Regions from separate parts of the Sus scrofa genome. Here region 2 is linked to region 1. The links are chromatin contacts, called in public Hi-C maps. All regions are on one chromosome and are shown on one strand. The core of a region is the stretch at or near the end of the contact, and the rest is flanking DNA. Distances in the headings are between cores, read along the strand shown.

What was found. A called contact is a pair of places that touch in the nucleus more often than the background predicts.
Region 2: a contact with region 1 is called in a Hi-C map of liver, with 4 times the contacts expected there. The contact joins two enhancer-like sites. A contact is called at or near these places in 2 of 47 Hi-C or Micro-C datasets (epiblast stem cells and liver).

The regions. Positions count from the first base shown.
Region 1 is chr1:79,496,174-79,503,821 of Sscrofa11.1, forward strand. No RefSeq gene overlaps it. Among named protein-coding and RNA genes, the nearest start is that of MARCKS, 290 kb to the right of the region's middle. Within about 2 kb of position 2,693, at least 53 of the 83 cell types and tissues checked have an H3K27ac peak or open chromatin away from gene starts, as enhancers often do. A contact at or near this core is called in liver, where this site is marked.
Region 2 is chr1:79,629,555-79,636,783 of Sscrofa11.1, forward strand. No RefSeq gene overlaps it. Among named protein-coding and RNA genes, the nearest start is that of MARCKS, 160 kb to the right of the region's middle. Within about 2 kb of position 3,332, at least 17 of the 83 cell types and tissues checked have an H3K27ac peak or open chromatin away from gene starts, as enhancers often do. A contact at or near this core is called in liver, where this site is marked.

The sequences.
Region 1 (7,648 bases), core at 1,443-3,942:
TTTATTATTGCAGTTGTCTGCTTTCTCCTTTAAATCTTTCATTCTCCCTACCTTAAGGTTATTATTGCTGAATTTTCAAATCTCAGAATCAGGACACATGCTCTAATGTGTTTATCTGAATACATTTGCACATAACGATTACTTATTGAGTATTACTTCAAAATGACCCATTTAGAAAAGTCTCAAACTGGTTTGAATCCTCACATACATGTGTACATACTCCATTGCCATTCATGGTGGTGCATGGCAATGGAAAAATAGGATGGAATTATTAAAATCAGGATTGCCCTTGATTGGTGATGGGCTAGAGATAAAGGGCTATTTTGACACCATAGTTATAGCAAACAAAAGAAAATTAGAAAAGTTAGAATAGGTGAGGAAATGAGAATTACTGTCTTGAGAACACTATAGAAAATGGTTTCTTCAGAAGCAACAGCTGACAAAACTCCCCAGGCGAATAATATAAAGCCATTTTGTTTAAGGATGAATTTACCTGTGACCAGGGCACAGCCTAGGACACAGCAATTGAGGCAACTAGGATGTAACATATAAGGAAATACTCACTCTAAACTTACTCTCATGTCGACCCAAGTATCTCCTTAAATCTTACATCCTAGGTGCCTCCTTCTCCCCAGTCCTGGGCCTGCCTCTCCTATCCCTCAGCAGTTACTGAGAATCATGACGTTACAATGCTATATAATAATTAACATGCATTATTATTTTTCTGAATCAGTGAAACATTAAATACTGCAATAATCCCATCAAATAAGACTGGGGAATTAATATTTAAAAGTTTTAAATAATTTAAAATTTAAGCAGTTCCTATTGTGGCTCAGAGAGTTAAGAACCTAACTAGTATCCATGATATGGGTTCTATCCTTGGCCTTGCTCAGTGGGTTAAGGATCCTGCATTGCCACAAGGTCCAGCATAGGTCGCAGATGTCGTTTGGGTCTGGTATTGCTGTGGTGTAGGCTGGCTACTGCAACTCTGATTCAACTCCTAGCCTTGGAACTTCTATATGCCACAGCCAGGCCCTAAAAAATAAAATTTAAGTTTTGGCATACAGAGTGTGGAGCTTAAGTTCTCTGCAATGAGCATTCCACCTGAATACCTCACCCCCAATTCTGCTGTTTGACTCCCAGACTCCCACTGAGTTCCTGTACTATTCGTACCTGCCACCTTCCTTCCCTCTCTGATTGATCCAGAGCCATCACCTGACACAGACCAAAGCTAGACCCATCAAAATATAGCTTCAGAGAATTTGAAATTTAGATACAAAGGCTGGCACAGGGGACTATATCCAATTTCTTGAGATAGAACATGATGGAAGATAATACGAGAAAAAGAATGGATGTGTGACTGGGTCACTTTGCTGTACAACAGAAATTGGCACAGTGTTGTAGATCAACCACAGTTTTTAAAAATTAAAAAAAATAAAAGATACAGAGGCTGGAGGTCATCAGAATGTGGGTATAATTATCAGCAAGGAAGTACACATCTCCTACAGTCCGGGAGCTGGTCCTGCCTTTCTAGGCTTGGCTGTTCACCATGTAGAGTCCGTTTGACTGCCCAGCACCTTTCCAGTAAATCTCCCTTTTGAGATGAACTTTACCATTAATTTGTAACTTGTTCCTTGTAACTCCCAAAGCTGAAAGAAACACAGACCCTTCTCTGTGGTGGGAAGTGTGCTAGGTGCTAGAGTACTAAGGACAAACCTAACACAATATCCACTTTGACAATCTCACCAAGCATCAATGGTAAATGTGGTATTGCTCCCACTTTTCTGAATATTCCATAATTAATATATATGAGTCCCTGTCTTTTTTCCAACAAAGAATCCCCTTAGTGTTGAGCCTGGAAATTCTAGGAAGACATAAAACCATGCGGTTTTGTGTATTAAACATAGGACTTTCAGGCTATATTAATCTTCCAGTTAAATGTTTCATTTAAGATACCATTTGATCCTAGTAAATTTTAAATATTAATTACAGAAATTCTGGAGAAAAAAATACTTTTTAGAGAAAAAAGTTTATTTTAGATAAAACATTTTGGAGAAAAAAAAATGTCATAGCCATAAGGTTCACAAATAATTAACAAGGAAGGCAGGAACGTATGTTACAAGTAAAACTAATATTAAGCAGGATTTCTTTTTCACACTTTGAAAAATACATTTTTCTGTAAACAAGCAAAATCTTAGCAGCTGGAAACCTGTTATGTGTTTAATTAAATGGCCCACACATGTGTTTATCATACACCACTAGGCTGCCTGTGACTGGGATCCCTGGGGTGTATGGTCAGTCTTTTGCTTCACTGAACTCCAGGCTAGAGGTCATGGGAAAGGGGGTTCTTGTTTGAGTTTTCTCCCTTGCAGTTCCACAGTTCCTCCACCAACTACTGGCATATAAACAAACCCATGTTCAAAAGGTTATGGACTCTGCTGACCTAACCCACCCTGAAGTGCCAGACCCGGCCACACGCCCTCTGCACTAGACTAGCTTGTCCAGCTCATCCAGGCAGCCCCTCTCCCCCAGGCCAGGTTCATCTGATGGATTTGCCTTTTGCTCTCTTCCTCCCCTGGGGAGAGAGATTCTCAGCCGAGACTGGGGCCAAGGGGACCAGTGAGGCTGAGATGCTGATTCTCCCCCGGAGGAGCTGAAGTTCTCCAGATGGCAGCAAGCGCTCGTCATGCAAATTCTTGGCAGCAGGGAGCCTGTCAAGTGGCTACTGCTGCTTATTGTTACCGCCACTCCCCCACCCCCTGCACACAGACGCAGAAATACCATCTGTCTCCTGTGGGGCTCAGGGGGACTTGGAAAGTCCCGGAGTCGATGCCGCTTAGCAGTCCTGCGCTGTGCGTGCAGCCCCAAACAGGAGTTGCCTCAAGATGGCATTCAGTCTCGAGGATCCCTGAGCCAGGGAGCTCTACCCCGGCCGGCCGGCAATCTCCCTCCTTCCTGGCCGGGCCCCCGCCTGGCTGCATCAAGGCAGTTTGCTAGCGGATTTCTCATCCGATGTTGATGAAACAGAAATACCAAAATCGGTTCTATTTATCCCCTCCGATTCTGGGAAGAAGATAGAGTAAGTTAGCAACACGTCTGTATCCCTAAGTGAGAGAAGGAATAGCGGAAAGCACACCCCGGAAATGAAAAACCCAGGAAGTGTAAAGGATGCCTAGAACATCGAAATGATTTCTTGCTTGCTTTCCCTCCTCTCTCACAACATCCTAACTTCTGACTAACCAAGATCTCTCCCTAAATGTAAAAGTTTTATGTATAAATAAATGAATGCTGTCAATCAAAGATTCTAAGCTCTAGAAAAATCTCAAAATTTTGTCCATCATTTGCGTCCTGGAACCACTGCAGTCATTCAATAACTTTTCTAATTATCATTGTTGAAATTTTTTTGGTCATATATATAAATACAAATGAAAGCATAATAATAAAGTTCCACATCATTTCTGCATCCCTCATGTTGTCTTTTTCATCCCAGAAGTATGGGAGTGAGTTATTAATATGCCTAAATTCAGAGGAGACTATCGTCCTCTATCCGTGCAAAAGTCCTCTTTTACTATATTTTAAACCTTTAGTAATAATCCCCTATAGACATAGACTTCCACAAAGAACATGTACTCTCCACTTTCTAATCTACCTTCCATATATTTCCTTAGAAGAACATCCTTAAAAAAATTCGCTGTTTTGTACTTACGTACTTTTAAAAAATTATATATATTGAACTATAAATTGTATCATTCCTGACTTATTCACCAGTATTATGCTTTTAGATCTATCTCTATTGCTAATCTTCCTCACAAAGGATGTCAATTTCCCATAAAAAGCCCCATTCTGTCCTGACTAGGAAAATGACTAGTAAAGTGACTTTTCCTGGTGATAAGTTTGAGAACGGCTGGCATGCTCTGCTCTGTTCTGCCTGCCTCCTCAGCAGTCCTGGCTGCCTGCAGGGAGTCCAATTTGTCTTCTGCTCTGGTTTTCTCTCAGTTGGGCCCCTTTTCTTCTCCATTAAACTGTATTTTCTAATGCTACACTATCCGGCAATAAAAGCATTATTTAGATTTGCATCTGTTCTTCCTTTTATTACTCCAATTGTTCAGAATCCAAGAAAGGAAGAGGCTCATTCCTTATCAGGGGCATCCTCGAAGACCCCAATAGCTTTGGTAAACCTAGGTTTCATGGTTTGCATTTTCACGTGAAACTTCCATATTCCTCTGGTGATAAAACACTTGCAGTTGCCTCCCGTTCTTTTGCTAATATAACACTAATAAACAGATTTTCCTATGATTATGGGGAGATTTCTCTGGGGCATACACCAGGGGTAGGATTGTTGGATCACAGTTACGTGAATATTTAATTTTACTATAATAGTAGGAAATTACTGCCTGAAGTGACTACACCATCTTACTTCCACCAGTAGTCAATATTATGAGGCTTTCTAATTTTTGTCAGCCTGATAAGGATAACTCATGATTGTTTAAATTAGTAAGTATATGCTATTAACTATTTGATCTCCATCCCCATGCTTTCATGAACTCCTATTCATGTTTCATTCGTGTGGTATTAGGTAAAAAGACTTGCTTATTTTTAGGAAATAATACATGCAGTGTGTGTGCATGTGTGTGCATGTGAGATGGATGTAATATAATTATCATTTGTTGACTTTCATGTTATAAATTTCTTCTAACCTATATCTGCTGGCTAACTTTGCTTATGGAACCTTTTGTTAAAAAGAATGTTTGTATTTAGATATTGCCAAATATATCAACATTTCCTCTCCTCACTTGTGCTCTGGGCTATGGTTGGGGTTTCCTCTAAATGAGGTCATGAAGTTAAATTCCTATATTTTCTTTAATAAAAGCATTAGGTTTTTGCCTTTCAAATTTAGGCCATTAATCCACTTAAAGCAGATTATTTTCTTTTCATTTCACTTCTTTTCTTCTCACAGTATGAAGGATGAATTTTGAATTTTTCTTCATGTCATGACCTAATTTTTCTATTGCTTATACTAAAGCATCTTTCTCTTCCTTGCTAATTTACATATTTTTTTTCCTCCTCTTTCTGGACTCTATTCCATTTCATTATCTACTTATATTTTCCTATGCTAGCACTACATTTCTCCGAGTTTTTTTTAAAGTTATTTTAGTACATGTTTAACAATAGTTTTGCAATATGCCTTAAATTTTGCTTAGACAAGTCCTTCCTTGGCTTCATTTTAATAATTATTTTAAATATGAAAAAAAAAAGGAGTTCCCGTAGTTGCTCAGCAGTTAGCGAACCTGACTAGCATGCATGAGGATACAGGTTCAATCCCTGGCCTCGCTCAGTGTGTTAAGGATCTGGCGTTTCAATGAGCTGTGGTATAGGTCCCAGAAGCATCTCGGATCCTGCATTGTTATGGCTGTGGCGTAGGCCAGTGACTGCAGTTTCAGTTGGACCCCTAGCCTGGGACCCTCCATATGCTGTGGATCTGGGCCTAAAAGACTAAATAAATAAATATGCAGGGAACTTTATCTTTCTACACATATTTTAAAATCAATTTTTAAAGCTACTCAAAAATCCTCCTGGGATTTTGATCTAATTAGAGATAATTTATAGATTGTTATGAAATTTTGTAATATATATTTTGTGATATATATTTTTAATGGTATTTTCTGTCACTATATACTTAAAGATATTAAGTATATCTTTCCATTTATTCAAGTCTTGTCTTTTTATTAGGTTAATAATGTATTGATTCTCTTGAATTTTCTGATATGTGTAAATAAGTCCATTTTTTGTCTCCCTTCTGTAGTACTTACTCATTCTTTCTTTTCCTTATTTGGCCAGAAGCTACCATAAAGTTTTGCCAGCAGGACTGAAGATGAACATCCTTATCCTCTCCCCAACTATAAATGGGCTGGACCTGGAATACCTCCATTAGGTCTGATAGTTGCTTAGGTTTTGTAACAGAGTTTTGTCATATCTAGTACTTCTTATGAATTGAATTGGTTCAAATTAGTTGGTGATGCTTAAAATTTTATACTTTCAAGTTGAACATTACAAAAAAGCAAATGAGGCAATTTCAGAATACTAGCTGTCAAGAATGTTTAAAACTTTCCATCATCTTATTGAAATCCACTTTTTCAGATAGGGAACCAATGGTTTTTTTTTTAATGGTATTTGCTATCACTTTCATTTACTTCTCACTTGAAAAAAAAAAAGTTTCAAAACACATAAAAGTATTTGCTCTCCTATAATCCTACATTAAGGGAGCAAACATACTCAATGCAAGCAAGTTTTAACAGTGGAACTTCTAGTCCTGGTTTTACACTTTGAGCACCACACTTGGTCCTAATTAAAAGACCAGCATTTCCATGTTTGTTCCACTACCCTAAAACTCCTCAAAATACTATATGGTAGCCAAAGCTTGATTTCCTTAGTTCTTTTTCTTTTTCTTTATTTTTCCAATTAGCTAAATATCTCCTCATAAATTTAGGTTTTTATTTCACTTATTGCCTTACATTTGTGATTATATATGTGCCAAATGTTTGTATTTCTTCAAAATCTTACCTCCTTCCTTGATAAGACAAAAGTGTAATTTCATACTACCATTAAGGATTTTCTTCAAGTAGAAGAATGAAAGGATAGCATATAAGACAGTACTATGGGCACATAATGATGCCAACATTCAAATTTATAAAGTGGAAAGATTGTACTTCTGCTGTGTTTTCCCTGTCACTTGGCAGGTATATTTAATAAATATGAATTGTATTTAATTTAATAAATACAAATTTGTACTTTATAAATAGAATTCAATTCTCAATGACAGTGAGGATATATCTAGTTTATGCTAAAGACACATAGTTTCATGGTTCTTAAATATTAGCACATATCAAAATCACCTGATGGCTTGTTAAAGCACAGATTTCTAAGCTCCACCTTAGAGTGTAGGATTCAGAAGGTTTAGGGTGGGGCTACTTTCTACATTTTTGGTTAAGTTCCCAGGTGATGCTAATGCTGCTGGTCCAGAGAGCTACTTTGACAATCTCTGACATAGTTTCTTCCATTTAGTATTGATCTTCTCATAGACAATTTAATTTTTTATTCCAGATCCAAATTGCTTTTTGTGTCTTGAGCCAATAATCCATATCTTTAGTATCTCAATGTATTATGCGGAAGTATATGAAGGTATTGCTATTCAACCATTCTCAAGCCTTAAAACTGAAATTTCATACTGGTTTCACCTGATGTTAAAAGTTGCCAAGGGAAGCTTTTGAAATATTTATTTCTATTTAAACAAAAAGAGCCTCCTAATTATAGCTCTCACATAATTACCCATAATTCACTTCTCAGACCTAACAGCCTGGTTAACTTGCTTAGATTCAAGTTACATCTTGCTTAGTTGTGTAGAGAAGGACAATAGAGGGGAAGCGTTCTTTTCTTCAAATAATGATGTATGATTAGAAAATTCTTAAAAGCCAAAACAAAGTATCTTGCAGGAGTAGACCTTAGTCTGTATGGTTAATTTTCTGTGCTTTGGCTGTTCCTCGTGTCAAAGTACTACAAAAAAAGAAGAAAAAAAGTATCTCTTAATAGATTGGATAATTTGTATCAACTGATAGTTTTATGGGTTAAATATCAAGAATACAGAAATAGA
Region 2 (7,229 bases), core at 2,082-4,581, 130 kb after region 1:
AAATGATTAATTAAAATCTACAATTTTAGGAAGCTTATCGTGCCTGTTAACAAATCCAATACAGCACAATTGAATCAATTAAAATATCAATTGAGACTTTAAATTATATGGATTCCAGAAAGAAAGTGGTTGGAGGAGTACACAACTGCTTTTTCTACCAATCAAATGATAATACAGTTTAAATAACGAAGCAAACCGTGTGACACTGCAATTATGTCAATTACCTCAAACATCTGAATCACTCTGGCCACAGAGCAGTTTGATTGATGTTCTGCTACCTGGGATCCAGCTGGCTTTGAAACCTCAGCCTAAATGGAGATGCCTCTACTGATCTTGCCTTAAATAATGAATCTGTACCCTTTGACAAAGACAAACCACTAATACAAAGCAACGGTGAGAGTAATTGATGGGAAGTATGCTAGTTGCAAAAACATTTTTTGTTGACAAAGCTGGGTACTCTTGAGTAAAGGGCACTGAGTCAGTTCAATGCCATTGTTACTCAAAGACATACACAACTATAAATAAAGCCCATCAATTAATGCATATTTGTCAAGCTCCTATTATGTTCTCAAAGACCTTGCCCATATGGAGCCTAAATGTTGTTTCATAAAAAGAACAAAACAATTGGAGAACTCCAATGTAAGACAGTGTTCAATAAACTGATGTGGGCAAGGGGTACAGCAACAATTCAGAGAAGGCTGACAGGTGTGAGCTGATATCTTCAGGGAAGTGTGCAGACAAGGTGAAACCTGAGGCTGTGGTAGAATTCCCACAGGTGGAATAGGAAAAGTGTTAGAATCAGGAATGGAAGAAGAAGGTACAAGTGAGTGTGATAAGAAAGAGACACTGAGGAAGGACAAAAAAATGTCTGAATAAGCACAGCCTTCAGTAGAAGAGCTAGAGAGCTAATACGTTAGGAATTGGGTCTCTGCTTGTTCATACTGTTGACAGTTGGCCATGAGGTCTGACTTCCAAGAACCAAGCTGCCCTATCAGAGAACCTCTTCTCTGCTAAAACCAGGGCCGATAAGAATTCTTTTATAAAAATTTATTTTTTTTTTTTATGTTTTTGTCTTTTTCAGTCCACACCCAAGGCATATTGAGGTTCCAGGCTAGGGGTCAAATCAGAGCTATAGCTGCTGGTCTACACCACAGCCACATTAACACCAGATCCCAGCTGAGTCTGCCACCTACACCACAGTTTACGGCAACACTGGATCCTTAACCCACTGAGCAAGGCCAGGGATTGAACCTGCGGTCTCATGCATGTTAGTCAGATTCATTTCCACTGAGAAAACAACGGGAACTCTGCCGACAAGAATTCTTAATGGCTTGCTTTTTCTAGAGGGATGGGAATGAACAAAAATAATAGACTTTTTATAATTAAATTTCCTACAGGTAATATAGTTGGATTACGCAGGAAAATGCCCTTATGCTAAAGTATTTAAGGGTGAAGAGTTATGATGTCTTCGACACAGTTTCAGATGGTTCAACAAAAAAGTACGTATATACAATAGACATGATTAGTAATTATTAATAATGATTAATGTGAAAAATTGATGAACCTAGAAAAAAAGTTTATTGTACAACTAGTATTTCAATTTTTTTTTTTTTTTTTTTTTTTTTGCTTTTCAGGGCCATACTCGTGGCATATGGAGGTTCCCAGGCTAGGGGCCAAATCAGAGCTACAGCTGCCAGCCTATACAACAGCCACAGCAATATAAGATCCTAGCTGCTCTGTGACCTACACCACAGCTCATGGCAATGCCAGATCCTTAACCCACTGAGCGAGGCCAGGGATCAAACCTGCAATCTCATGGTTCCTAGTCAGATTCATTTCTGCTGCGCCACAATAGGAACTCCTAGTATTTCAACTTTTATGTAGATTTGAAAATTCTCAAACTAAAAACTTGAAGTTGGGTCCCCTTGCCTTATGAAAGAAGAAAAAACACACCAGGTAAGCCTTAGAGATGAGATAGATAGATAGATAGATAGATAGTTAGATAGATGTCTAGACAGACAGATAACTAAGTAGATAAAAAGAAATAGAATCTTCTGTCTTACCTCTTACATAATATTTCATGTCTTTCTTGAGTTATATAAGCTTTAAAAAGAAAATGCAGAATATATTTTCCGAAGTAGCTGCCATTGTTGAGTTCCGAGTGAATCCTGGAGTTTTTTAACACATTAATTATTCTTCTAGGTTGCCATGCATGATAGGCATTATTATCTTCTGCAGATAAAGAGACTGAGGGTCCAATAAATTAAGTAACCTGCCCAAATCAACACAGCTTATTCTGGCAGAACTAGAATTCAAACTAAGATTTCAGTGACTCCTAAGTCCTTGCTTTTCCATTTTGGGTCTATGCCAACCACGTTCTGAAAGTGAGGCAAAGGCATTATTTAGCTTCTTAGGTTGCCAAGTGGATTGAATGTCTGCATCCACCTCGGATTCATATGTTAGAGTCCTAACCCCCCAATATGTGATCACAGGAAAAAGTGGGGCTTTTGAGAGGTGATTTGGTCATGAGGGCTCTGCCTTCATGAATGGAATTAGTACCCTTACAAAATTTGCTTGTCCATTTCCGTCACATGAAGACACAGTGAGAATCAGAACCAGAAAGCTGAAATCAGACATCAGATCTGTAGGCACCTTGATCTTGGACTTCCCAGCCTCCAGAACTATGAGAAATAAATTTCTTTAGTTTATTATCCACCTAGTCTATGGTATTTCTGTGATAGTAGCTGGAACACACCAAGACACCATGTTTAACCAGTGACTGGATTTCAGCAATATTTGAAGTACAAGGGCCTGGAAGGAATAAGATTCTTCAGATGAACACATGTCAACAAAGGCTATGAGATGGTTGCAAGAAAATATATAGAAGAGAAAAACTCAAGAGTTAACATGAAGAAAGAGTAAAGAATAAAATAACTCCATAATACCTAAATCTAACAACAGACTTACAGGATATATACAGTATATAATTTGCTCTCAGCAATTGAAGCAGTCAGTATTCTTGCTCTAAAAATAATTATAAAGCATGACAATAGAACACAGAGAAATGATGCTCAGCATGGAAAAGAAGACAAAGAAAAATCCAGGATTCAGAGATGATCTGAATAACCTATAAACAAAACTAGAAGTCAAAACAGTAGGGAAAAGAAACAGCTGCTGGATAATCTAAATAAGTATTTAAAAAAGAATGGTTTCCAGAAGTAATTGAAAAGACAACCTAAGAAGCCGAATCAGCTGACTGGACAGGCAGACCCAATTTACAAGTCCCTGAGGCGTGACTGCTCGGCTTTCACTGCCAGCACACACTTTCCAGTCCTCTCTACCCTCGCATAGCAGGACACAGGAGCCCTGGCCAATGTGGAGGAGCTGTTTGCCTTGCAGAGTTTGCTACTTCCTGCTTGCCTCGTGACTCCTAAGCTGACTGCTGGTGTTTATTACAAACAGAAGAAGGAATCTTCATTCAACTGATTTTTATGAACACCTACTATATTTTAACCACAGTGGCAGTGTCCAAACCAGCTCTATAAGTTGTGAGGCCCAGTTCCAAAACTATGATGAATTTCAAAATGGCAACAATGGAGCAGGAAACTGCTAACAAGTGTATCACCTCTCTGAGACAGGGCTCTGTGTGACAGCCCAGGTTGTACATTCCTGAAGCTGGCCTCACAGAGGGGCTGTCCTCCAAGTTCACACAGCTTGCTCTTTGTGAGTTTTCGTGGCCTCATAAACCCTAGTACGAGAGTCCCTCTTGCACTATATTCAGATCCACAGTCATGATCCCTGTAATTGTAGGAATTGTTAAATTCAACCCCTTGACATCTCATCTCTCAGATTCTCTCCATCAACATTGCCAGTAACCAAGTTCTAGCCATAATACTCTCTTCCTGGATGACTGTAACAGCCTTCTCTTTAGTCTCACCCTCCCAACCATTATCTACACTCCTGCCAGGAGAATCTTTAAAGAGCTAATTTGATCTGATCACTCTTCTGCTTAAACTCCTTCAAGAGCCTGACATTGGTCTTAGGATGAAATCCAAACTCTAACGTTGCTTTCAAGACCATGGGCAATCTGTCCCAGGTGACTTCTATAGGAAAGTTTCTTTCTGACTCACCTCCCCCGAACTCCTTGGACCAGCTCTACTGTTTGTTCACTTTTCATGCCACGTGGCAACCTTTTTTTCTCCATTTTCTGTTCAGACAGCATTTCTTCTAGAAAACCATCTCAACCTTCTCTCCTATCCTAATCTCTAAGGTGATCCGATCATGTGTTCCCAGGGTCCTTATCACAAAGGTCATACTTGCTTGTTCATTTGTCTGTATCATCAGTTTACAATAATACCCACAAGGGCAGGAAGAAGGTTTTACTTAGTCACCTTTAATCTTGAATGTATAGCCCAACTCCTGATTAATAAGAAGCACTGGAATATTTATTGAATAAATGAAGACAAACATCAAGAATCCATTTAATGTACAAATACATTTCTTAAGTCTTTGTAAAAGTATCATTCTACTAACAAGGAAAAACAAAAGAGAAAAACTGGTAGCTTTTTTGAGCTCATGTGTCCCCAGAAAAATCCCACTATGAGCCACTGTGTCATCTGATGTCGCCAGGTTTTAGCTCCAGGTCTTCTTGACCTGCCGGTCACAGAGGCTGAGCTCAGACAATAATCATCAAATTAGCAGTCCATGCATATGGTTCTTGACCTAATGATTCGAGTATTTATCTGATGACTGATCACATCTACTCCAAACATTTTTCTTCCCAAGTTAATTGTTAATTTTTGAAAGAAACGGATAGTGTGCTTAATAATACTCCTTTGGGGGGAAAAAAATCACTCGATAATATACTCTAATTGAATTCATTTATTTAGTAAATATTGATTAGGCATAGGCTATATGCCCAGCCTTATAGTAGAAGATGAAGATAAGGTAAGGAACAAGACATACACTTTCTTTGTTCAGAGATTGATAACTTTAAATAAGGGTTTCTTAAAAAATTAAACAAACATTATTACTATCTTTTTATCTTTCATCTTTTTAGGGCCACACTCCAGGTATATGGAGGTTCCCAGTATATGGAGGATAAGGGTCAAATTGGAGCTATAGCCGCAAGCCTACACCACAGCCTCAGCAACACCAGATCTGAGCTGAGTCTGGGACCTACACCACCGCTTATGGCAACACCAGATCCTTAACCCACTGAGAGAGGCCAGGAGTCAAATCTGCATCCTCATGGATCCTAATGGAGTTCCTTAACCACTGAGTCACAATGAGAACTCCCATTACTATGGTTTTCAATAGCCAAAGCTCCAACTTTTTCAAGTGTGAACCATCCCCTGAAAAGGTGATTTTCATGATAGAATCTTCCTCACTGAAGATTATGAAAGAAATCATATAGGAAGTTCTTGCCAGTGGCTCAGCAGAGACAAATCTGACTAGTATTCATGAGGATGTGGGTTCAATCCCTAGCCTCACTCAGTGGGTTAAAGATCCAGCATTGCTGTGGGTTGTGGTGTAGGTTGTAGACACAACTCAGATTCAGTGTTGCTGTGGCTGTGGGTAGGCCGGGGACTGGAGCTCCGATTCTACCCCTGACCTAGGAACCTCTGTATGCCATGGGTGCTGCCCTAAAAATACAAAAAAATGAAAAAGAAAAAAGAAAGAAACCATACAGGCTTGTAACTGGCAATTGCTATATCCAGAGTCACTACAAAATATCTGGGTAAAGTGATTTTTATGTTTATTTTCTAGCACATTCTTATATTCCCTCATTTAACCCTCATAGCCACTCTGACAGGTAGATAAGGCAAATGTATTGTAATATTCATTTTAGAGTTTAGGAAATTAAGCACATAGGTATTAATTAACTTCCTTTTATCCATTTTACACATTAAAAGCAGAATAAGAATTAGAATCCATAACTCTAGTCCACTGCTCTGGACTTGAGGCCAATACAGAAAAGAAAATGACTAGATAAGCTGTACAGGGTCTGCTTTAAGTACATAGCTATGACCCTGACTCACATGTCTTTTACAAAGAGATAGAAAATGCAGCTGGGCAAATATAGCTAGCGTGTTTATCCACAGTAAATGATCTCTTCCAATTCTTTGTTTGGTCCTATTATAGGTTCTAATTACTGCCATTGGAGGATCTGCTTTAATTCTGGAAATAGTTTTATAAAGTTTATTGAAGTACTTATGATAGAACATCTGTGATCACTTTGGGATTATTTATTATTCCCAATGTAATGCATGATTCGTTCATTATGAATGCTTGTCTAGGGTTCCATGTCATTAAAGGTGTTTAAAGACCTCTCCGCTCAATGATGTAGCTACAATAACTGGCCAACTATACATGAGACAGTAGATTTTGCTTCTCTCAGAAGCACAGCTTGCTGCTAGCATGGCCCCATGCTTTCATTCCAGAATCCTCAGGAGATAACTGCTGTTATGCCAGGAACAGTGTCAGGATTTGTGAGAACATCCTGATATGTTCAGCATGGGTCACAGAGGAGTTCACAGATGGATAAGGAAGCCCTGACATGAAGCGGGCACCTGTGAAAACATCAATAACTCCTTCAACACACATTTCTATGGGCCCACTATATGCCTGCTCATTGCTCAGTGCTGAGGATGAAAATATGATGGAGACAACATGCTTGCCCTTTAGTGGAAAAAAAAAATATCTAAAAGCTTTACTGTTAGAATTTACAAGCAGCTCTACTTTGGTGACATGATTTCATTTAGTTCTTTTCTCTCTCTCTTTTTTTTTTTTTTTTTTTTTTTTTTTTTTTTTGTCTTTTTAGGGCGGAACTCACAGCATTTGGAGATTCCCAGGCTAGGGATCAAATCAGAGCTACAGCTGCTAGCTTACACCACAGCCACAGCAACTTGAGATCCAAACCATGTCTTTAACCTACACCACAGTTCATGCAACGCCAGATCCTTAACCCACTGGGTGAGGCCTGTGTCCTCCTGGATACTAGTTGGGTTTATTAACCACTTAGCCAGGATGGCAACTCCTCGTTTAGTTCTTATAATCACTATAAAGTATCATTCTATTTCACAGATGAGAAACCTGAGGTTCCAAAAAGATAATTCACTTTCCCAAGATCACAGAAGTGATTACAAAAGAGGGGCTGGATCAAGACTCAAACACAGATCTGTAGACCCAGAGTTTTCTCCATAATTCTCTCCATAATTTTTTTAGGT